Regions from separate parts of the Mus musculus genome. Here regions 1, 2, 4, 5, 6 and 7 are each linked to region 3. Evidence: chromatin contacts called from public Hi-C, HiChIP or PLAC-seq, Micro-C and promoter capture Hi-C data. All regions are on one chromosome and are shown on one strand. Each heading gives the region's core, a stretch centred on a gene start, on an enhancer-like site or on the middle of the called end of the contact. The rest is flanking DNA. Distances are from core to core; before and after follow the strand shown.

The links. Promoter capture Hi-C pulls out the DNA fragments that hold promoters and counts their contacts. A called contact is a pair of places that touch in the nucleus more often than the background predicts. HiChIP or PLAC-seq counts read pairs in DNA pulled down with a chosen protein or histone mark.
Region 1: a contact with region 3 is called in an HNF4G HiChIP or PLAC-seq map of pancreatic cancer cells. The contact joins the promoter of AI847159 here to the promoter of Stk35os1 in region 3. A contact is called at or near these places in 3 of 39 promoter capture datasets (the 3T3-L1 cell line, hippocampal neurons and neutrophils) and 3 of 115 datasets of contacts at active chromatin or transcription factors (bone marrow-derived macrophages, embryonic stem cells and pancreatic cancer cells).
Region 2: an H3K27ac HiChIP or PLAC-seq map of embryonic stem cells shows a contact between it and region 3, with 4 times the contacts expected there. The contact joins the promoter of Polr1b here to the promoter of Stk35os1 in region 3. A contact is called at or near these places in 2 of 115 datasets of contacts at active chromatin or transcription factors (bone marrow-derived macrophages and embryonic stem cells) and 1 of 9 other capture datasets (liver).
Region 4: a contact with region 3 is called in a Hi-C map of CD8 T cells, with 5 times the contacts expected there. The contact joins the promoter of Ptpra here to the promoter of Stk35os1 in region 3. A contact is called at or near these places in 2 of 484 Hi-C or Micro-C datasets (CD8 T cells and regulatory T cells) and 1 of 115 datasets of contacts at active chromatin or transcription factors (astrocytes).
Region 5: a contact with region 3 is called in a promoter capture Hi-C map of neutrophils, with 4 times the contacts expected there. The contact joins the promoter of Zc3h8 here to the promoter of Stk35os1 in region 3. A contact is called at or near these places in 6 of 39 promoter capture datasets (the C10 cell line, the HPC-7 cell line, hippocampal neurons and 3 more), 1 of 484 Hi-C or Micro-C datasets (B cells), 3 of 115 datasets of contacts at active chromatin or transcription factors (astrocytes, embryonic stem cells and extraembryonic endoderm stem cells) and 2 of 9 other capture datasets (adipose tissue and macrophages).
Region 6: a promoter capture Hi-C map of liver shows a contact between it and region 3, with 2.4 times the contacts expected there. The contact joins the promoter of Chchd5 here to the promoter of Stk35os1 in region 3. A contact is called at or near these places in 5 of 39 promoter capture datasets (the 3T3-L1 cell line, liver, neutrophils and 1 more), 3 of 484 Hi-C or Micro-C datasets (erythroblasts, muscle stem cells and uterus) and 4 of 115 datasets of contacts at active chromatin or transcription factors (acute myeloid leukemia, bone marrow-derived macrophages, embryonic stem cells and 1 more).
Region 7: a contact with region 3 is called in a Micro-C map of embryonic stem cells, with 5 times the contacts expected there. The contact joins the promoter of Tmem87b here to the promoter of Stk35os1 in region 3. A contact is called at or near these places in 5 of 39 promoter capture datasets (the C10 cell line, the HPC-7 cell line, hippocampal neurons and 2 more), 1 of 484 Hi-C or Micro-C datasets (embryonic stem cells) and 1 of 115 datasets of contacts at active chromatin or transcription factors (bone marrow-derived macrophages).

The regions. Positions count from the first base shown.
Region 1 is chr2:129,179,036-129,182,083 of GRCm38.p6, forward strand. AI847159 (expressed sequence AI847159) reads right to left here and starts at 1,638. Exons shown (of 3, transcript NR_045264.1): 1 at 1,419-1,638; 2 at 1,175-1,224.
Region 2 is chr2:129,099,725-129,102,730 of GRCm38.p6, forward strand. Polr1b (polymerase (RNA) I polypeptide B) reads left to right here and starts at 1,272. Exons shown (of 15, transcript NM_009086.2): 1 at 1,272-1,539. The coding sequence starts at 1,363. Gm46764 (predicted gene, 46764) reads right to left here and starts at 1,219. Exons shown (of 3, transcript NR_168333.1): 1 at 1,110-1,219.
Region 3 is chr2:129,799,989-129,802,985 of GRCm38.p6, forward strand. Stk35os1 (serine/threonine kinase 35, opposite strand 1) reads right to left here and starts at 1,471. Exons shown (of 1, transcript NR_029452.1): 1 at 1-1,471. Stk35 (serine/threonine kinase 35) reads left to right here and starts at 529. Exons shown (of 4, transcript NM_183262.3): 1 at 529-858; 2 at 1,416-2,016. The coding sequence starts at 553.
Region 4 is chr2:130,448,999-130,451,734 of GRCm38.p6, forward strand. Ptpra (protein tyrosine phosphatase, receptor type, A) reads left to right here and starts at 1,280. Exons shown (of 21, transcript NM_001163688.1): 1 at 1,280-1,560. Gm52562 (predicted gene, 52562) reads right to left here and starts at 2,572. Exons shown (of 3, transcript NR_165481.1): 1 at 2,537-2,572; 2 at 2,295-2,446; 3 at 1-1,785.
Region 5 is chr2:128,942,735-128,945,697 of GRCm38.p6, forward strand. It overlaps Zc3h8 (zinc finger CCCH type containing 8), which reads right to left and starts at 1,286. Exons shown (of 9, transcript NM_020594.2): 1 at 1,114-1,286. The coding sequence starts at 1,190.
Region 6 is chr2:129,128,284-129,131,107 of GRCm38.p6, forward strand. It overlaps Chchd5 (coiled-coil-helix-coiled-coil-helix domain containing 5), which reads left to right and starts at 1,417. Exons shown (of 4, transcript NM_025395.3): 1 at 1,417-1,574; 2 at 1,895-2,035; 3 at 2,118-2,283. The coding sequence starts at 1,573.
Region 7 is chr2:128,816,894-128,819,848 of GRCm38.p6, forward strand. Tmem87b (transmembrane protein 87B) reads left to right here and starts at 1,410. Exons shown (of 19, transcript NM_001355629.1): 1 at 1,410-1,610. The coding sequence starts at 1,446.

The DNA of each region.
Region 1 (3,048 bases), core at 388-2,887, 620 kb before region 3:
CAGAGGATGTATAAATGCTAGCACCCCAATCGACGGGGCTGACTGGCCAGTTGTTGGTTCAATGTTGGTTGTTGGTTGGTTGCTATTTGTTAAATAGTTGTGCACAAAGAAACAAGAAATGAGATATCCACCGGGCAGTGGTGGCGCACACCTTTGATTCCAGCACTCGGGAGGCAGAGGCAGGTGGATTTCTGAGTTTGAGGCCAGCCTGGTCTACAGAGTGAGTTCCAGGACAGCCAGGGCTATACAGAGAAACCCTGTCTCGGAAAAAAGAGAGAGAGAGAGAAAGAAGGAGAGAGAAAGGAAGAAAGAGAGAGAGAGAAAGGAAGAAAGAGAAAGATATCCTGACTGTGAAGATCAAACTTGCCCTAAGGAACTCAACAGCCCTAATCAGCAGGAATTATCCTAACAATATCATCGCCCCCTTTCCCCGCCATCCTTTTCTCTCTTCTATCTAATATTAAGGGGTTGAAAAAGTGGAGAAGGGTAAAGAAAAAAGCATCCACAAAATAGCCGAAAGGACAGGCTATAGGGCTCAGCAGGGAAACCCAGAGAACATGAGAAGAGAAAACCCCTGTGCTTTGTGAGGGGAGGCACAGCTGAGTCTGGTAACCAGACAGCAACACTGGCTCTAGCCAGACAGGAACATACAAGGAAAATCTAAATGTAGAAATTCCTATCGGACCATGGACTCATGTAGCATACATCTTAATCAGAATCAGTAATGAGGTAAGTCTAAAAAGGCCTTGAGGTAGAAACAAAGGCAACATCTGGCCTTCAAGTGGCTGTCCTCCACTGTTCCACCCCCCTTCCCTTAAAAAATATTATATATACACATATACATACATACATTAAATATAATATAAATACTCAATTATATATACATATTTATATTTATATATCCATATCTCCCACTTTTGTTCTTCTCATCCCTGTCTGTTCCCATCACTCTGGGTCCTTTCCCAGCATTCACACCAAGGTCTTGGTAGCAGCTCCAGCCATGGGGCTTGGGGCTGTGGCTTGGTATCCGTGCTTCATCAGAAGCATACCATTTCCCTTCCTTCCCTAGCCAATGTCAGAACCAGCCATCAGGCCTAAAGAAGGAGGTGGCTTCTCCCATGACACCCCTCAGACTGTGGTTTTTACATCCTGTGCTGGTGGCCTTTGTACTTACCCCATCCGGAGCTTTCCAGATGTGGTAGCCAACTTTTGTTTTTCTTTCTCCTAGAGCAAGACACAGCTCTGATAATATTTGTATACTATTTGAGGAATGGATATTTTCCTTTAAGTCAATATTTTCAAAACTTTTTAAACCCCCACCCACACAAAGAAATACATTTTATATTATGAACAGTTTACACACACATACACACACACACACACACGCCTTACCACAATTTTCAGGAAATAATACTCACATTGTTGAATGTGCTCTGGTATTTTCTTTCATTTCAGTTTTTTACAAGGCTTCCTGTGTGGGTTTGGAGATGCAGCTCGGCGGTAGAGCACTTGCTCAGCAAACATGAAACTCTAGCACCGACACCAAAAAGCACTTGTTGGGACCTTAAGATAGAAAGCTCTGTCCTAAAGAGCAGAGATACTCCGGTCACTGTTAAACTGAGAAAGCTTTGCATCCAAACCTGGTCAGATTAGGATTAAGCTATAATCAAATGAGGGCTCTGGCCAGTCCTGCTTTGCAGACTGTGAACTTGACCTTGTTGCCAAGGAAGGAGCCTCTCCAGGGTTAGCTGACAGTGGCGATGGCCTCATGGTCTGGATATAGGACCTGCTTGTGCTTTTTGTATTTTTCCTCTTTGGTTCCTTGTATTTTTTCCTTTTGTATTGTACCCTTTCGTCTTTTTCTTTTTCTCTTTCTTTCTTTCTTTCTTTCTTTCTTTCTTTCTTTCTTTCTTTCTTTCTTTCTTTTTTTTTCGGGACAGGGTTTTTCTGTATAGCCCTGTCTGTCCTGGAAATCACTTTGTAGACCAGGCTGGCCTCGAACTCAGAAATCCACCTGCCTCTGCCTCCCGAGTGCTGGGATTAAAGGCGTGTGCCACCACACCTGGCCCCTTTTCGTATTTTTCTAGGGAGACTTAGAGGGATCCAGCAGGCCATGGAAGGACAAAGCAGGCCACTGTCTCAGAATGACAGAAGCTGTCCTTGGCCAAGGAGTAGAGAGTTAACAGTGGGTTCATAGAGCTCAGGAATGCCTACAATAGCATGTTTAGATTTACTAATCTAAGAAATTAAGAAAACAAGCCTGGACTTTAGAGACGGGGCGGGGGGGGGGGGGGGGGCGGGGGGATACAAAGTGGCTCTTAGGCCTAGAGAGGCAGGAGGTGATTGGACATTCAACGGGAATAGTGGCAGGTGATAAGCAGTTGCCCCTCCTCCTGCCTAGCATAGCCTCACCTTGAGCAAGAGGTGAGAGGAATGCAGGGCTGGGGAAGATTATTCCAGTCTTCCATCCCAATATAGCAACATTCCAGCTATAAAACCTTTTAGTCAGTTAAAAATAACTTCATAAAACATAATTGATATATAAATCATGAAATTACACTGCAAAGTGTTGTCATGATTCTGTTTGTGTCCTGGTAACACTACCTACACATCTTGTACAGAGAAAGACCTTGCAGACATGGGGGTGGGGGAGCGGCTACTTTCTAGCCATTCCGATAGGGGGCACTCCACCTCCATGAGGAAAGCTGATAAGAACGATCCAACTATGATTTGGCCGAGGCTAACTTACCAGGGTCTTTGTTCTTTTAACTTTATCAAATACTTTCTAGGATAGCAGTGATCAGTCTGTCAAAGGGACAGCACTGGGCTGGAGAGATAACTGATCGCTCTTTCAGAGGACCTGAAGTCAGTTCCCAGCACCTACTCCGTAGCTAACAGTCCTCTGTAACTCCAGTTCCAGGGGAACCTGACACCCTCTTCTGGCCTCCTCCGACACAGTATACATATGCTACACAGACATACATGCAGGCAAACCCACACATTTTTTAAAAAAGATCTCAAGGGTGGGAGAACGAGGGGGAGGGAATT
Region 2 (3,006 bases), core at 22-2,521, 700 kb before region 3:
TTGCTCTTGATTGCCCAGAAGCAGGCTGGGGTGGCTTCCTTTCTTCTGGGTAGCATGGCCTGGTTACTGCTTGCCGTCCTGCTGATGTGCTTCATGCATTAAGAGTTGAGTAGACATAAGCACAGCCCACAGAATCAATTAAGCAGGGCTCAGAGGGGCTCACAGAGACTGAAGAGACAGTCCTGGAGCCTGTGTGGCTCTGAGCTAGGTCCTCGGCATTCATGTTATGGATGTATAGCTTGGTGCTCTTGGGGGACTTCTGGCAGTAGGAGCAGGGGCTGTCTTGGACTCTCTTGCCTGCTCTTGGGACCCCTTTTCTTCTATTGATTTGCTTTGTCCAGACTTGATATGAGGGATTGTGCCTAGTGTTATTGTAACCTGTTATGCCATGTTCAGTTGATATACCAGGGAGGCCTGCTCTTTTCTGAAGGGAAATAGAGGAGGAGTGGATCTGGAGGAGAAGGGGGGTGGGGAGGAAGATTGGGAGGAGTGGAGAGAGGGGAAACTGCAGTTGGAATGCAATGTATGAGAAAAACTAAACAAAAAAACAAAGACTTGAGAAAGAGGGGGCTGGGGGTGACACATGCCTTTAACCCAGCACTCAGGCAAAGACAATGGACCTCTGTGAGTTCCAGGCCAGCCTGGTCTAGGACAGCCAGGACTACATAGAGACCCTGACTCAAAAAACAAAGAAACAAAAATAAATAAATAAATATTATTTTAATAAACAGACAAGTTGAGAAGAAATGACAGGTTGGTGCCCCACACCTCCATTTTAGTTGAAGCCAAGAATCCAGAGTCTCCTGAGGTCTGCATCAGGGTGCAATAGGAAAACTCCAGAATGGGACAGAAGGGAACCTTTAAAGATACGTCTTGTATCAGGTCCTAATTAACGAATTAAGCTAATATGGGTCACAGAGGTCACACACTAAAGTGGAGCAGGATTTAGTATGGTTTGCAGGTTACAAAACAGCGAAGCCTCTTTCTCTCTCTCCACCCCCACCCCCACCCCCACCCCCACCCCGGTGTTTCAAGACAGCTCTGTGTAACTACTCTGAATGACTTGGAACTCTCTTTGTAGACCAGACTGGTCTCGAACTCACAGATACCTGACCTCCTGATTGCTGGGATTAAAGGCGTGTCTTCATGTCTGCGCGTAGTTTTAACCGGTCTAATCACGCCATGGTGTAAGTTTCCAGTCGACTCTGAGAAAAGAAAGGACCAGTGTGGGGCGGGCCGAACAAGAGGAACTACATTTCCCAGAAGGCCACGGGGTAGGGTGGCTGTGGGGTTGGTCCGGCCATTCCAGCCAGCCACGAGTAGCGTCCTAGCTCCGGTCTCCCGTCCGGGACTGGCAGAAGCATGGATGTCGACGGCCGGTGGCGGAACCTGCCCAGCGGGCCCAGCCTAAAGCATTTAACCGACCCCTCGTACGGGATTCCCCCAGAGCAGCAAAAGGCAGCTTTGCAGGACCTGACGCGGGCGCACGTGGACTCCTTCAACTACGCGGCGCTGGAGGGGCTGAGCCACGCGGTGCAGGTGAGTGCCGTGCACTGCGCTCCAGAGCTCTACCCTTGGCCTGGGGGGTCCTGGAGCGTCCCTGCGGTTGGGAGAAGTGGCCGGGGGGTGGGGGGGTGAGGGGTGCCTACAGTATGACCACAAATAGGGACGTGAACTCACCCTGCATTGCTTTGGGTAGTTCAGAGAAAAAAAGCAACTCATAAGCCTAGTGGTGTAGGGAAACTTGTATTTGTGACTCCTGGATTTATATATGAGTACGAGTCTGGTTTGGGGCGAACCATTTCTGGGTACTGTGAGATGAGAGTGAGGAAGTGATCTTTTTGGAACTGTGTTTTCCACCATTCCCAGCACTCGCGCCTTTTCACACCTGGAGTCTTACGTTCTAAAACTACCTCACAAGGTTCCAAGCTGATCAGACAGACTGCAGCAAGCACATCCTTCAGTTTGCTTCCCTTAAAGTTTTCTTTTTGGGGCGGGAGAATGGAGACGGTTCGAGATAAGGTTTCTCTGTGTAGCGTTTGCTGCCCTGGAGCTCCGTGGACCAAGGCTGGCCTCGAACTCAGAGATCTGCCTGCCTCTGCCTCCCGAGCACTGGGATTAACAGTGTGTGCCACCATCGCCCGCTTGCTTGCTTGCTTGCTTTCTTTCTTTCTTTCTTTCTTTCTTTCTTTCTTTTTTTTTTTTTTTTCTTTCGAGACAGGGTTTCTCTGTATAGCCCTGGCTGTCCTGGAACTCACTGTGTAGACCAGGCTGGCCTCGAACTCAGAAATCCGCCTGCCTCTGCCTCCCGAGTGCTGGGATTAAAGGCGTTCGCTGCCCGCTTTCTTTCTCTTTAAGAATTTGCAAGAGGAAAACTTGCCACCTGTTCTGAGTTGGTCATGTTGAGGAAGATAAAAAGTCCAGGGGAATCATTGTAACAGTGGTAGCAGAGTAAGGACGGGGAAGGTCTCTTTTTGTTGGCATCTTTAGTTTTTCCTGGCACGGCACTCTGAGAGTAAGACACCTCTCAGGTGTAATTGCTCCTCACTTTGGATGTTGGTTGTGTAACGGTAGCAGGCACCAGCAAGCAGTCAGTGCCATATTCTTTGAGAACTGCTCTAAGATGTGGCGCTTTCTGAGTCAGGAGTACAAGGGAAATGCTGCGACTAATCCAGGTGTTTAGAAAGCTCTGCATTAGATAAGGCTAAGGGAAGAAGATGGTGCCCTCCCTCAGGAGGCAGGGTAGGTTCAGGGAGAGAAATATGTAGTAGACAGTACCCTGAGCTTTCGTTACCAAACAACTGTATTGTGAGAACAAAGGATGGGGATATGTTGGAGAGCTTTGACTGCCAGACTGAGACTTGACAATATGGAAGCCATTTAGAACTCTTCGAACTGCCAGGCTTCAGTGTGAGGGAATAAAATATACAAAGCTGAGCTTTTAGATGAGAAGAGTTTCCCTATACTTGCCCCTGAAAAGCAGAGAAGGTAGATGCTTAGCTCAGC
Region 3 (2,997 bases), core at 221-2,720:
GGGAGATGAAGACAAGAGGAAAAGTTCAAGATCATTCTTAACTACACAGCCATTGTGCTCCCTCCCACCACAATGGGCGGCCGGGGTGAAGGGTATCAAAATCCAAGCCCAAAGCAGCTTATATCAGGCACTCAATTAGCCAGCCATCATATTTCACTTGGTCCTTTGCAACCTTGGAAGTGCGGACCACCCGGGTTTGGCAGAGAAGGATACTGAGGATTAAGTGCGGCTGAGATCATTGGGGTCATTAGTGGGCGTGGAGATTAGCGTTCTAACCCTGGTCTCAGCTGTGAATCGATTACACCTAAGCCATTCCCCCAATCAGCATCAAGTGCCGAGTGCGGGCGTAGAGGTACGATGCAGGTCAAGTCCGGAAAGGCGTTTGCGGAGTGCAGGCGCCTCGCGAAGGCCCTCGGTACAAATCGCGGGATTTTGGCGCGCTCTTTTTGTTGGCTGGGTGTTCTCGCCAGTGATTGGTTCCGGGCTGTCGCGGCGGCTGGGTCTACCTCGGCTGCAGAGAGGCGGCGCGGCTCTCCGCTGGCCTCCTGGGGGATGGGCCACCAGGAATCTCCGCTGACCAGAGCGGCGGCGGGAGGTGCAGCTTACATAAAGAGGTTACGTAAAGTGCTCAGCTGGCGTGAACTCGGGGACGGCCACGGGAACCTGGAAGCCGAGGCCTCCCCCGGGAGCGTTGCTGTCATCACAAGAGCAGCGCCGCGACGCGCTACACGCTCAGCCAGGCTCCCCGCCTCGCGCCCTACCCGGCTCTGCAGACAAGCCCGGCTCGGAACGGACCATCCTCCGGCGCGGGCTCCAAGGGGGAACCGGTTCGCCCGGAAGAGGAACAGCGCCGGCCAGGTAAGAGGGAGTGGAGGGAGGAAGGGAGGGCCGAAGCGGGAGCCCCGGCGCCCCACCGTAGTCCCGGGGGCGTCACCGGGGCCTCCGCCTGTCGTCCTCGGAAGCCGATCTTTTAGCCGGTTTCCCTTCGCCCGCTGTCCCCGGGGGTCTGGGTCGTCCCGCCGGGCTCTCCTGGGTTTGATTCACGGGACTGTTTACACCGGGAGAAGCCCGGGTAGGACGTGGGGAGGGGCCGTTGAGAGGGGGCTAAGCCCCAGGAAAGTTTAAGCCGGCCGTCTTCGATGGGGACGATCCCTACGGCTTTATTTATTTTTTCTGCTCCTGACGGATAAGTCGGCGAGAGGGGACGGTTTGCGCTTCGGTTTCCGGTCCTCCCTCGGTACTTCCCGGTGGTTCCGTCTTTCCCGCTTTCCTTTCCCTTCCCCCGTTCAATTCGAGACGGTGGCTCCTTCTTAAAGGGGCCGCGACCGGCGGCGGAGGTGGGACGCCGGACGCTTTAAGTTCCTCATCTACCCTTCTCGGCCCGGTGGGTTTTAACTTCTCCCTCTCGCCCTTAGATCACCATCCAAGGTCCCGCTCCTCCACATCTCGGGGCTAGACGGAGGGATGAGGCAAGGGGGGCCCGGGCGGCGCCGTTGCTGCTCCCCCCGCCCCCCGCAGCCATGGAAACGGGGAAAGAGAACGGAGCCCGCAGAGGGACAAAAAGCCCGGAGCGGAAAAGGCGAAGCCCAGTCCAGCGGGTACTGTGCGAGAAGCTGAGGCCGGCGGCCCAGGCCATGGATCCGGCTGGGGCCGAGGTCCCGGGCGAGGCCTTCCTGGCCCGGCGGCGGCCGGATGGCGGCGGCGGGGATGTTCCTGCACGGCCGCGCTACAGCCTCTTGGCGGAGATCGGGCGCGGCAGCTACGGCGTGGTTTATGAGGCTGTGGCTGGGCGCAGTGGGGCCAGGGTGGCAGTCAAGAAGATCCGCTGCGACGCTCCCGAGAACGTGGAGTTGGCACTAGCAGAATTCTGGGCCCTCACCAGTCTCAAGCGGCGGCACCAGAATATCGTGCAGTTTGAGGAGTGCGTCCTACAGCGCAACGGGTTAGCCCAGCGCATGAGTCACGGCAACAAGAACTCACAGCTTTACCTGCGCCTGGTGGAGACCTCGCTCAAAGGTAGACTACAGCCGGCAGTCCTGCCCTCTCCTGGACCCCCTTGTTCTCAGAACCACTCAGTTCTAATAACTGTCTCTGGCTCGCTAAGGTCCTTGACCCGGCTTTGGGACCTTCTTTCTTGCTAGGAAATCAGTCTGTTCCCCAGCCGTTAGCTGACATTCCCTAACAAGCTCACCAAGTGCTAACCTTGATCTTTTTAAGTACTCACTCAGTAGGTGTGAGCCATAATTACAAGCCTAGCATTTTAAAAGATGGATGAAGAGTAGTCCTGGTGGGATTCAAAGTAGTTGGTAGAACTGCAGAAGCCCCCTCATGCCTCTTTCTCATCAGAACCTAGAGGGGAAAAAAAGTAGCAGACCCACCCATGCCATTCTCCTTTCCTGATTTCTAGTTTCTTCCAATTCTGTTCCCAAACCTTGTCTTCAAGTGTGAGGTTTCCTCCGAGAACCCCAACCCTTCACCCGAGAGCAGACAATCATTCAGTTGGTTCTTGGTTTAGTCCCTGAGGGCACCACAGGTTAATAACTCACGCACCCAGTAATAACCCCCTCAGGTGGGCCAAGAGCTGTCGCATAACAAAACAGGTTGCAGCTTTCCCTGCCCTGTTACAATCTCAGTTGTTTTCATAACCCCTGGGGCTGTCTGAGCAGTGATTGTTGCAGAACCATGGGGCTCCAGGAGGCCAAACACCTTGCCTTCCTGTGTAAACTAGAGAAGAGGCAGTGGGCTGCAAGTGTCTTGAGTTCCTGGGGCAGGGGGTAGGGCGAGGGAAATTGGACAGTCGCAATCCCAGCTATATAATCTGAGCGCTACGATTTGGATAATATCTGTAACAGTAAATTAAGCTTCTGCTCTATAAATAGAGGAACTCAGCCTAGTGGGCACAAACACAGCTCGATTAAGGTTAATCAGCTTGAAAGAGTGGGACTCCGGCCTCCAAATTCCTGTGTCCTTGAAGTATTTGTAAGCCAGCATGGCCCT
Region 4 (2,736 bases), core at 30-2,529, 650 kb after region 3:
TCAGATTTGTTTTGTTCTGTGTTGGTCTTGTTTTGTAAAGTATTGTGTTCTAGTGAAAGACCCAACTTTTCATTTGGTCACTTTTCAATTTGCTGTGTATTTGCATCCCTGATAGACTTTGTACTTTCTAGGAAATGGGCTTCTGGAACTTGTAGGAGGAGCGGACCTCATTGGCAGGAGTCTGACATTTAGGAGACAGGATAGAGGTCTTGTAGACTGTCACTGAGATGGCCCTGAGGAGGGAGATCAAGAGTCACAAATCTTAACTCAAGGAGAGGTTTTTACTACCCAGAGGGAGGAAGTTTAAAGAAGGCCCGCTTCAACGCACATTTGCAGGTCCTGGCTCTGGTCTGCGCACACTTACTTATTCAACAAATAAAGGAAGGGTGTTTGCATAGAGTTCTAACTTGGCGCCCTAGGTCTAGCAGCATCCAAAGTGCTCTAAACTGAGGACTGCTACCTTCCGAAAAAATCGACTTATGGTTCCTAGAAGCTAGATGCACAAAGAACGCTGTTCGCTTCCCTGGTCTCTCTCAGCGCTTTCAATCTTCTCCTGACCACTATGCATGTATCAAGAAGTATCTCCCCGCTCGCTGCGGAGCACCGTGTGCTGTGCTTCCATCCAGCTCTAGAGAATCAGGCCCAGCTTGCACATCTGGAAAGCAAGAGAGATTTCCCTAGGGTTCGGGTGGGGATGATGTGGGCTGGTTTATTTAAGATGACATACTCAGAGCTAGACCGGTCCTAGGTACTAGGCAAATTCTTCTCGCAATTACATCCTTTAAGTGCCTTACAACTAACTCTCTCTCTCTCTCTCTCTCTCTCTCGTGTGTGTGTGTGTGTGTGTGTGTGTGTGACAGAGAGAGAGAGAGAGAGAGAGAGAGAGAGAGAGAGCGAGAGCGCGAGAGAGGCAGAGGCAGAGGCAGAGGCGCGGGGTGTGTTAGAGAGAGGATCACATTTGGAGAAGGATGGAGATGGCTTTCGAGTGCCTGAGTTCACCAGTTGGTGTGGCTTGTGCCTGGTGTCAGTTTCCTCATCTGTAAACAAGGAAAAAAGCCCATGCCCGGGGGCCTAGGACCGTGACTAGGTGGGAGACGTGTGCCAGGGGAGGATAGGGAGCGTCCTGTCCTGTTACCCGGAGACCCCCAGTGCGCCCGGGGAACTCCGCGGCGCAGCGGGGCGCGCAGGGGTGGGGCTCACGGAGGCGGAGACGCCCGCCCGGCGTCAGCGAACCAGCGCCCGCCTCTCAACGGCCAATGACGAAGCGCCTTACAGCCCAGGCCGCGACGGGAGAGAGGCTGCGGCGAGTGAGGCGCTGACAGGGACTCGCGGGGGCATCTTGCACAGACCCCTGGACCACGCCGCCATCGCAGCCTCCAGCCCAGTCCTCTCTCTGCCGCTTCTCCTCGCCATGGAGGCGAGGCCGCCGCCGCCGCCGCGGGGCTTCGAGCAGCGGACCGGGCGGCGGCCCTGAGGGGAGCGGCGGGCCGAGACGCCGCCGCGGTCCTGAGGCGGAGCTGCCGTGCGCGTCCCCCGCGGTCCCGCCCAGCGCCGGGCTCGGTAAGCGTTCGCGCCTGCCGCCGTCGGGAGGGCTCGGGGAGGTGGGGTGGCTCGGCCGCGCGTGGGAGCGGTCCCTGGATCCTATCCTGGAGGAGCGCCTCTGGCTTGTGCATCCTGGCACCGTGGACAGGGGGAGGGGGTCCCGGAAACGTGCGGGACACAGACAGGCTGGAACTTTGCGGACGTCCTCCTCCGGCCCGGGCCAGGGCGCTGCCGTAGTTCATTCTGAAAGAAAAAAACTTTGAGCAGCGAAAATGGGATTTGCTCAGGTCCATTTAATGGGAGGAGATAGGTGGCACACGCAGTGACCATCCCACCTCCCACCTTCCCCTTAAGACCCCTTCCTGGTCCTACTCCCAGGCCCCTCTCTGCCGCCCATTCCCAACTGTTGTGTATGCTTAAGAAGGAAAATATGGACTTAAGCTACCCAGAATTCAAAAGCAGCCACTTGGGAACGCACATCTCCTGTGTTTACTTTCAGTAATTCTTAAAAATTGCCACGGGGGGGGGGGGTTGAGCCCCTAATATTTCCTAAAAATAACAACTACAGAGGCAGAGATGATCCTGTCTATTAGAGGGTTTTGTTGTTGATAGTGATGATATTTGTAGGACAAGCAAAAAAATGTTCCAAACCCTCTTGGACAGAGTGTGATGTCGGCCGAAGCCCTTGGCTAGGATAGGGAATTTCTGTTGAAAACCAGCCTCATGTCCCCGGCTATGGCACCACTTGTTACCTGCTAACTCTTGAAGCAGCCAGAGAACCAAAAGATGGTGGATGAGGAAAGACTGGGACAGGATGAACATCTTTCTGTCTGGATACTCCTTTCGAAAACGTAGATCAGACGCTGTCATTTGTGTGCTTAAAAACTCCTTCACTTTCCTTCCTCTGTGAATGAGATGGAGGAAAACCCAGATGCCTTACCGTTCCCTACAAGGCTCTTGGCAGTCCTTCCTGAACTTAATCTTTGATGGTTACCTCAGTCCTCTCATTCTCCTTTCTCTTCCACGCTGTGTTTAGCCATTCGGAGCGGCTCGGCCACCCCCTCATATGTGGGAGGGTTTTGCTTTCAGGGTCCCCCTTCTCACCCTTCCTTGCCTGGTTCCGGGCCTTCCTTGTTTGAGAAGCTTCTTGCGGACCGGCTTCTTCTGGGTCCTGTTTAAGACTTCCCTGATAGA
Region 5 (2,963 bases), core at 36-2,535, 860 kb before region 3:
AGCAGAGGTCCTTAAAAAAAATTCAATTCCCAACAACCACATGAAGGCTCTCAACCATCTGTACAGCTATAGTGTACTCACATACATAAAACAAATAAATCTTTTTTAAAAAAAGTTTCACATTAATTACACAGCAAAGCTATGGTAGCCCAATTAGGCTAACAGTTTCCACTAAGGTATTTGAGACTGAGCAGTGAACATATACATATATCCTTTCCCCTTGAAACAGTGTTTCCCCTATGTAGCTGAGGTTGGCTTGGAACCTGCTATTTAGACCAGGCTGGTCCCAGTCTCCCAAGATCTGCCTGCCTTTCAAATGCTGAGATTAATAGGCCCAGCCCAACACTGTAATGTTATCTTAATGAGGGTGGAAAAAAACTCGTGAAGGATGTGTCAAGGGTTCCACTGAGGAAAGAGAGAACATAGAAGACAAGGATTTAGGAGAGATGGAGTTTGAGGGCATTATCAACTCAAAAAACTAAAAAGTGGGCCGGGCAGTGGTGGCACATGTCTTTAATCCCATACTTGGGAGGCAGGGTCAGTCGGGTTTCTGAGTGAGTTCCAGGACAGCCAGGACTACACAGAGAAACCCTGTCTCGAAAAATTAAAACCAAAAAAAAAAAACCAAAAAAAAAAACCAAAAACCAAAAAAACCTAAAAAGTGAGTGGGTATCTGCACAGAAATCCCGCACTCTGACTAAGTACGAGATTAACAACACGCTTTTCCAAATTAACAGAAAAACTAAGCCGAAATGATGCTTGCTGCTTTATTCTGGGAGTTCTGGTTCAGGATCACTGGCAGAGCAGTCTATGTATCCTTCAACTCTCGAGGTGCCGGCAAAGCCACCTCGGAGGTGACTGACAGCAAACACGTTAAGCGCACGTGCAAGGGGAGCAGCCGGCCCCTGGGGGCAGATTCAGAGGCTGGGGCCTCCTCCCGCCGCCCGGCCACTGCCCTCGCCCGCAGTCCCTACTCTGACTTCCACCCCACTTCCCCTTCCGACCTCCCCGCTCCGGTCCCGGCCCACGCGCCAGCCAGGGCTCGCCGGTTTCCAGGAGCGAGGGGGCGGAGCCCAAGCGGTGCCCTGCAAAGGACCAGAACGTGGGGATCACCTTTCCTCAGGGTCGGCGGCCGGTTTTTTGCCGAGGGCCGGATTGGGGGGCTTTGAAAAGAGATTTTCAAAATCCATAACTCAGACAGGGACCGTTCCTCTCCACGCCGAGCAGGTACTGAACAACCAGCGAAGCGGAGGCTACAGTCGCGCCAAGGGCCACACGCTCCGCCCAGCGCACGCGCACGCGCTCGCGCTCATGTTGCTTGGGCGCGACTCCGCGCGACCTGGCCAGCCCTACCACGCATGCGCAGTTCTCACCGTTGGTGGGGAGGCTTTCGGTGCCTGAGCTGCGCACGCGCAACTCTCTGTACTTATGTCCGATTCGTTCCTTAGTGCAGCACTACAATGTCGTTAAAAAATTAAAATAATCTTTAGGATTCTTCTTTAGAAAGCTGTGCTATTTTTATATGTACGAGAGAGAGACAGAGAGAATGAGTGCAGATGCCCGCGGAGGCCAGTTATTGTAACCCACCTGACATGAGTGTTGGGAACAGAACGCAAGACCTTTATGTTTTAACTATTGAGCCATATATCTCTTCCAGCCCCTTTAAAATTGACAGGTGACCAAGCAAAATTAATTGCACAAAAAGGAACCTAGACGATCTCTTCTGAGTAAACACATAAATATATTTAAAGCAGGCAAATTCAATAGAAAGTACTAAGTATTAAGACTATTTGGGGGTGGGGGGGTGGGGGGGTGCAGTCTTAGAGACCTGCAGATGAAGATGCAAAACTCTCAGTTCCTGCTGCACCATGCCTACCTGGATGATGCCATGCTCATTCCTTCATGATAATGGACTGAACCTTTGAATCTGTAAGCCGGCCCCAATGAAATGTTGTCCTTATAAGAGTTGCCTTGGTCATGATGTCTGTTCACAGCAGTAAAACCCTAAATAAAATGGAAGCTGGTAGCCGGGCGTGGTGGCGCACGCCTTTAATCCCAGCACTTGGGAGGCAGAGGCAGGTGGATTTCTGAGTTCCAGGCCAGCCTGGTCTACAAAGTGAGTTCCAGGACAGCCAGAGCTATACAGAGAAACCCTGTCTCGAAAAACCAAGAAAAAAAAAAATGGAAGCTGGTACCAGGGATAGGTCTGACCATGCTTTTGTTTGGAAGAATGTTGATTTCAGGACTTTGGATTTGGAAAGCGGTGGAATGTTTTAAATGGGGCTTAATGGACCATCCTAGTAGGAATATGGAAGACTTGCTGAGAATAACTGTGCAGACCAGGCCCAAGAGGTTTCAGAGAAGAATTTTCAGTTTGTGGCATAGAGACTGTTTTTGTGGTATTTTGGTGAAGAATGTGGCTGCTTTTTGCCCTTGTCTGAGAGTCTATGTGGGGCTAAGGTAAATATATATATTAATTGCATTGACAAAGGAAGTCTCAAAAAAGCCCAACATAGACTTTGTTCTCTGGTTAAATCTCATGAAGAGGTTTTTTTTTTTTTTTGAATAAGTGTAGCAGGCTTTGAAAGGAAAAATACAAAATATGTGGTTGACATTAAAGGGGCACCAGGAAGTGAAATGGAACTGAATCTTATGTTCAAGGAGGTTAAATTGAATTAAGGAAGTGTTGACCTTAGGCCAAGATCCACACAGCAAAGTACAGGTCTTTAATTCCAGGAGGCAAAGACAAGCAGATCTCTGACTTTATGTCCAGCCTTGAACAGAGCAGGTTCTAGGTGAAGAAAAGTTTTAAGTCCAGGCATGGTGATACATATCTTCAATCCCAGCATTAAAGGAGACAGAACCATACAGATCTCTGAGTTCAAGATCAGTCTACAGAGCAAGATCCAGGACAGCCAAGCTTAGGCAGTGAAGGAGTTGGAAAACAGAAAGCTGGTGATAAT
Region 6 (2,824 bases), core at 167-2,666, 670 kb before region 3:
TTGTATCTGGGACAAACGTTCAAGAAGCAATTATTGCGTCATAAGATAGTTACCTGATTTCATAAGAAATAGGGGAGGGAGTGAAGGAATGGCTGACTAAAGTGCTTGCTATGCAAGCAGGAAGACCTGAGTTGTGGATCTCCAACACCTGCATAAAAACCTGCAGAAAAGGCATGGTAGGGCAGACTTGGAATCCCAGTGTTGGGATGAGGAGACAGCTCCTGGATGTTCACTGGTGGGTTTTAAGGTTCAGTGACACCCTGTCTCCAAAAAGCTTCAGGTGTCAAGCAATAGAGGAAGCCACCTGCCGCCAGCCTCTGCCTGCACACATGTACATCACACACATGTCCCTAGTTTCCTTTTCCTGCTCCCTCTTAGCGGCTACTGACATTTACAGCGTGCCTGTCCTGGTGTTTTCTCTCAGACCAATAACATTGCCCTTGATTGTCCTAAATGAGTACCTTTTAAAGTTCTTTCATTAATGAGCTCCCCAGAAGGGAACCCCAGTAACAGAAGCACTCTTGAGACCTGCATTTCTCAGATCCGCTTCACTTCAAACCTTAGGGTTATCTAGTTCTCTCCATTCCATTCTTAATGACTCTTTTGACAGCAACCAGACAAAAGGAAACTAGAAGTGTGGAGTGTCAAGTTTCCCAAAAATGAAAGTGTCACTGTATATTATGAAGGCCAAAGCAGTCGTTCTCATTTTACAACTGCGTGCTAAGGTAATCACCTTACCGCTCATTTTCTCTAGCTTAGGCCTCTCCATATGAGGAATATTTAGCCTTACAGGGAAATGAACTTCCAGGTCTAGCCCTATAATCTGAAGGCAAATGTGGAGAGGGTGCAAACACCACCTAAGGAAATTACAAAGAAAATAATTTGTGCACGATTGCAAGGAGCAAGCAATAAAACCCACTCTCATCCTGCCTTTACCACCTATGGCAGGAAAAGGACATGTCTGAGTGAATAATCGGATGGGAAGCCCAATGTGGCGTTTAAGATCATTCCTTTCCGTCAAGTTGGAACTAAAGTCAGGAGGAGAATACGCAGTGGCGGAAAGCCACTGGTAGCTCAGCCTGAGAGGGCAATCCCCGTGTTCCTAAACTAGCAGCGGCGGGCACAGCTGCCGCCTCAGCCGCAGCGTGTGCCGAGCCATAGTCACGCGGGCCGGTGGCCTCAACTCCAGCCGGGAAAGTGGCAGCGCGAGCGGCTGTAGATCTGACCTACAGGGAACCAGCTCTGGTGCTCTGTGCCTGGCTGCTCGATCACGGCCGAAGTCCTGCTTCCGGTGATCACTAAACGCGACCACCACAAGCCGGAAGTAAATAAACTAAAATAGCTGACGGACCGGAAGTAGTTACAGGGGCCTCCTCCCGGATAGGCAGTGAGGCGGAAAGCAAAGCAGGACACAGCCATGAAGGTTGGACCAATGTGGGATGAGTGGCAGGGACGCTCGACGACCGGAAGAGTGAGGCCAGGAGGTCTGGGTTGGGCGCCGCCATAACAACCTGATACCGGAAAAGGCGGGTCTCTTCTCCCTGACTGATCGGCGCTTGAATTCGCCTGGAGATGTGAGTTACAACTCCCTATAACTCTAGATCATGCTTGTCAGACTGCACGGTCCCCAACGGGAAATGACTGAATTCAAGACTCCAGGCCTGCTTCACAATAGCCAGACTTTTTGTCTTAGGACTTCCACGATCTCCCGGGAAATCCCACCTTGTTCCACAACGCGCAGGGATCGGCGCTTATTTCTGCCCCTCGTTGGTTGTCCCTATCACAGGATCTTTACACCCCCCACCCCCAATCCAGACTAGTCCAATCACAGATCAAAATCAGAACTCTTTCTTGCCTTCTCTTGAGATTATCTTCAGTTTACCCTGTCCCACAGGCAGGCAGCCCTGGAAGTCACTGCTCGATACTGCAGCCGAGAGCTGGATCAGTATGGCCAATGTGTGGCAGCCAAGCCAGAGTCGTGGCATCGAGATTGTCACCACCTTAAGATGAGCATTGCTCGCTGCACGTCCTCCCAGTGAGTGTACAACTGGGGGCTAGAGGGTGCCAGGCAGTAGGGTTTGAATGCTTCAGGGTCTAAAATGCCCTACCCCCCACAGCCCGATCATCCGCCAGATCCGCCAGGCCTGTGCTGAGCCCTTTGAAGCCTTTGAGAAGTGTCTTCGCTTGAATGAGGCAGCAGTGGGCAACTGTGCTGAACACATGCGCCGCTTCCTGCAGTGTGCAGAGCAGGTGCAGCCACCAAGTTCACCCACAACTGGAGAGGTAAAGGAGGCTAACTTGATCGTAGCTTTTTCCTTTCACAACTCCCTTCATTTTCTAGTTTAAATACCTTCCAGAACCAGTCCCAGCCCCATTCCCATACATGGCCTTGGCTATGCATCCAAGAATCTAAAAACCATGGTTCTCTGTCCCCGAGTGGACATGCCTCTGCTTGTCACCACCTTTCACACTCCCCTCTGCCAGGGCACCTGCCCCAGCCTTTCCCCGGCTTGCCAGACCCTCTGTGTTCCATATAATGACCTGGATTCTAGTAATGATAATCCCTTGCTTAAAACTCTCTGGTGGCCACCAATTCACACTGGAACAAAGTCCCTGATTCTTACTGGATCCTGTGTTCTTCCTTTCCTCAGCCACTGTGTCCCCTTCACTACTTTCCAGCTGTGCTGGTAGGGGTGAGGGGGTGAGGTGGAGGGGTGCACAGAAAAGGATCTTGCTAATGTATACAATACATAAATACATATACAATATGTCTGAAATACTAAACTGTTATTGATGTAGCCATTAGGAAAAAGTCTTTAAAATG
Region 7 (2,955 bases), core at 160-2,659, 980 kb before region 3:
ACTCTGGACCTTCAGAAGAGCAGTCGGGTGCTCTTAACCACTAAGCCATCTCGCCAGCCCATAATTACTCTTTTAAAATGTTAATTACATTTTACTTATGTATTGAGTGGGAAGTATTTGGGGGTTAAAGAACAACATTCCAGAGTCTGTTTCTGGGACCTTGTGGGTAGTCAGCTTTGGCAGCAAGTGCCTTTAACCTCAGGACCATCTCAATATTCCATTTGCTCTTCAATAAGGTAAACTCCCTGTTTAGTCTATTACTCGGAGATCGATACCTCTGTGAGATATTTAATGAGCCGTAAGATACAGTTCTGAATTGATTACTGGTTTAATGGTCTCTATTAAAGGTACTCCTTGTAGTGTGGAATGTTGCTAGCAGAGGAAGCTGGTGACCAGGGCGATATTAGAACTTTCTAGAGATCCATTCCTCTCGATTTTACTGTGAACTTAAATGTGCTTGAAAAATAGTTAACTATTTTAAAATAAGGAAATTAGAGGTATAAACAGTAACTCCTACTGAATCTAATCGGGACTAAAAAAACACCTTCAGGAAAGATTCAAATTCATATAAAACATCAATTTCCTAGTGCCACCTACTGGTGAGACCTGACTATTGCTCTCGAAACAATTTTTTCCCCTTAGTTGACAAGTATTTTGTTTTGCTTTTAGACAAGCTTGTGCAGCTCACGCTGGTCTCACGCTTGCTATGTGGCTATAGGCTGTCTTTGAATTCCCACGATCCTCCTACCTCCACCTCCCAAGTACTAGGATCTTCATTTCTGCAACTTGTCATTAGAGTGCCCCATTATCCTCGGGGCCCTGCTCTGCAAGCTGACCTTTCAACTGCGTTGCAGCCAGGTCTTTCCTTTCTAGTTTCCCTTAAGGCCCTGCCTCTTTTTCCTCCCCCTCCTCTCCCTGTTCTTTTCCCCGCCTCCATCTTTCTACACACAACCTTCCCCTTAAAGCAGCTTCTAGTTCCGCCCAGGTTCGGCCCTTTTAATCTTGTAGTCCCGCCTCCACACTTTGGTTCCGCCTTCCCTTCTCCCGGGAAGGCCCCGCCTCCCTACCACGCCCCGTGCCCATAGTCCCGCCCCAATTAAGGTCTTGGCCCCGCCTCCACTCCCGGCCCCACCTTCTCAGCCCCGCCTCCACCCGGCCCCACCTCCCAGGCCCCGCCCCCTCCGTGGGCGGGTTTCCCTCTGGACTCTCTTCCCTTCCCTCCACACTTCCTCGGTTCCTTCCAGGCCTGGCCCTGAAGCCCTGCTCCAGGTTTGAGCCTATTTCCTCTAACAGCGCCTATCCGCTTCAGCCCAAGACCCCCTCCGCATTCACGCCCGTGCTCTCGTTCCCCTCGTGGGCACGCCCCTTCAGGGGCGGAGCTGAGCCAGGTGCGGCCCCGGGGCGTGGCCGGGTTCCGGGAGCGCAGGTGCGGCGTCCGCGTCAAGATGGCTGCCGCCTGTCGGTCTGAGGCTGGCCTCCTTCCCAGCCTCCTCTGCCGCCGGCCCGCCGGGGCCCAGCTGCTGCGAGTTGCCCTGTGTCTCCTGTGCTGGGTCCCGGCGGCTGTGGACGCAGTCCCCGAGCTCGGGCTTTGGACGAGGACGGTCAATGACGTAAGTGCTCTGTAGGGACTGAGGCGTGGCGCTTCTTAGGCTCCAGGGCCCTGGCTGGATAGCTCCGCCTGCGGACCAGTCTGGCCTTGGGCACATTCACTAGGGCTCTCTGGGACCAGCGGTGGGTCCTCTGACGCGCTTCTTGAGCCTTTTGTCTAGAGTGGGCTCTGGGAAGGGAGCGTCCCCCTCCTCTGCCTAGGCTTCTGGGAAGAGCGGTCCCACTGTGCTTTCCTAAGACGGCTTCCCTTTCCAAATGTTGTTGCTGCTCGCGAGGCTCTCCACCCGCCTCTCACTGTCCTGACACGGTGTCTCTAGATCTTGCTTTTGTTTCTTCAGTTCAGAGCCCCAATCTCTGCATTCCCAGCGGCATCGCTGGGACCGAATACTTCGGCTAGGTTACTACTACTGGGGCCACATCCACAAGGCCACAAGGTTTGTCTAGCCTTTCTGTTAGAGCATAAATTGAGTGTGCTCTACAGTCGTGCATAAAGTCACCTCGCCTCTCTTATTTTTCTTGAGTTTCTGTATATTCCTTAGTGTTCATGACTTCTGCGCGTGTCTGTGGAACAGGGTGTTTGCTTAAGAGTGTTTAAAGGGCGAGTCTGATGGATGAAAACTTCCGTAACTGGGCAGGCCGTTAGAGAACTTGACGTCCTGTATGGTTAAGAGATGATGTGGGAAGAAGGCAGAGACCAAATTGTGCAAAGTCTTGCAAAAGAGACAGGATATCGGGAAGCGGCCTTGTCTTGAGTCCAGAGTCAGATGACTCGCCCAGATCTGCTTGGGATGTGTGGAAACAGCGTCTAAGTTCTAAAGGTGACATTTATATTTATATTCCTTCAACCAAAAGTAGTATCAGAAGGTGCACATACTTCCAAACACAAAACTGCAGAGGCTCAAGTGTAGGCTTCATTCTGTGGCCCGGCTCAGTGTATTCATTGCGTTTGAGATTCTTCTGAGTAGGTGCCCAGTATTTTTTTTTTTTTTTTTTTTTTTTTTTAGCTGTCATATGCTTTGTTCAGGCTGAGTTTATTTCCTGTGTAGCTCAGGCTGGTAGTGTCAGCAGCCTTTTTTTGCAAAAAGCAGGATGATTATTTTTTTCTTATATCAAGTTGTCAGAAATGTATCTTTTAGAACAGAGAGAATGAAACATGTCTTTGTATACTTACCACGATAGGGCCTGCCCATCTCTATGGCTGTATTTCTCATCAATAAAAAGCAATGTTTGTTGAAGCACACTTTATGGTTTCCTGCTGCTTTTTTAGTGAATGCAGTTAAGCCGGTTTCCAAACTCAAAATAAGAGCATTGTGAATCAGCTCCATGAAAACTGTTGCTTGAGCATGT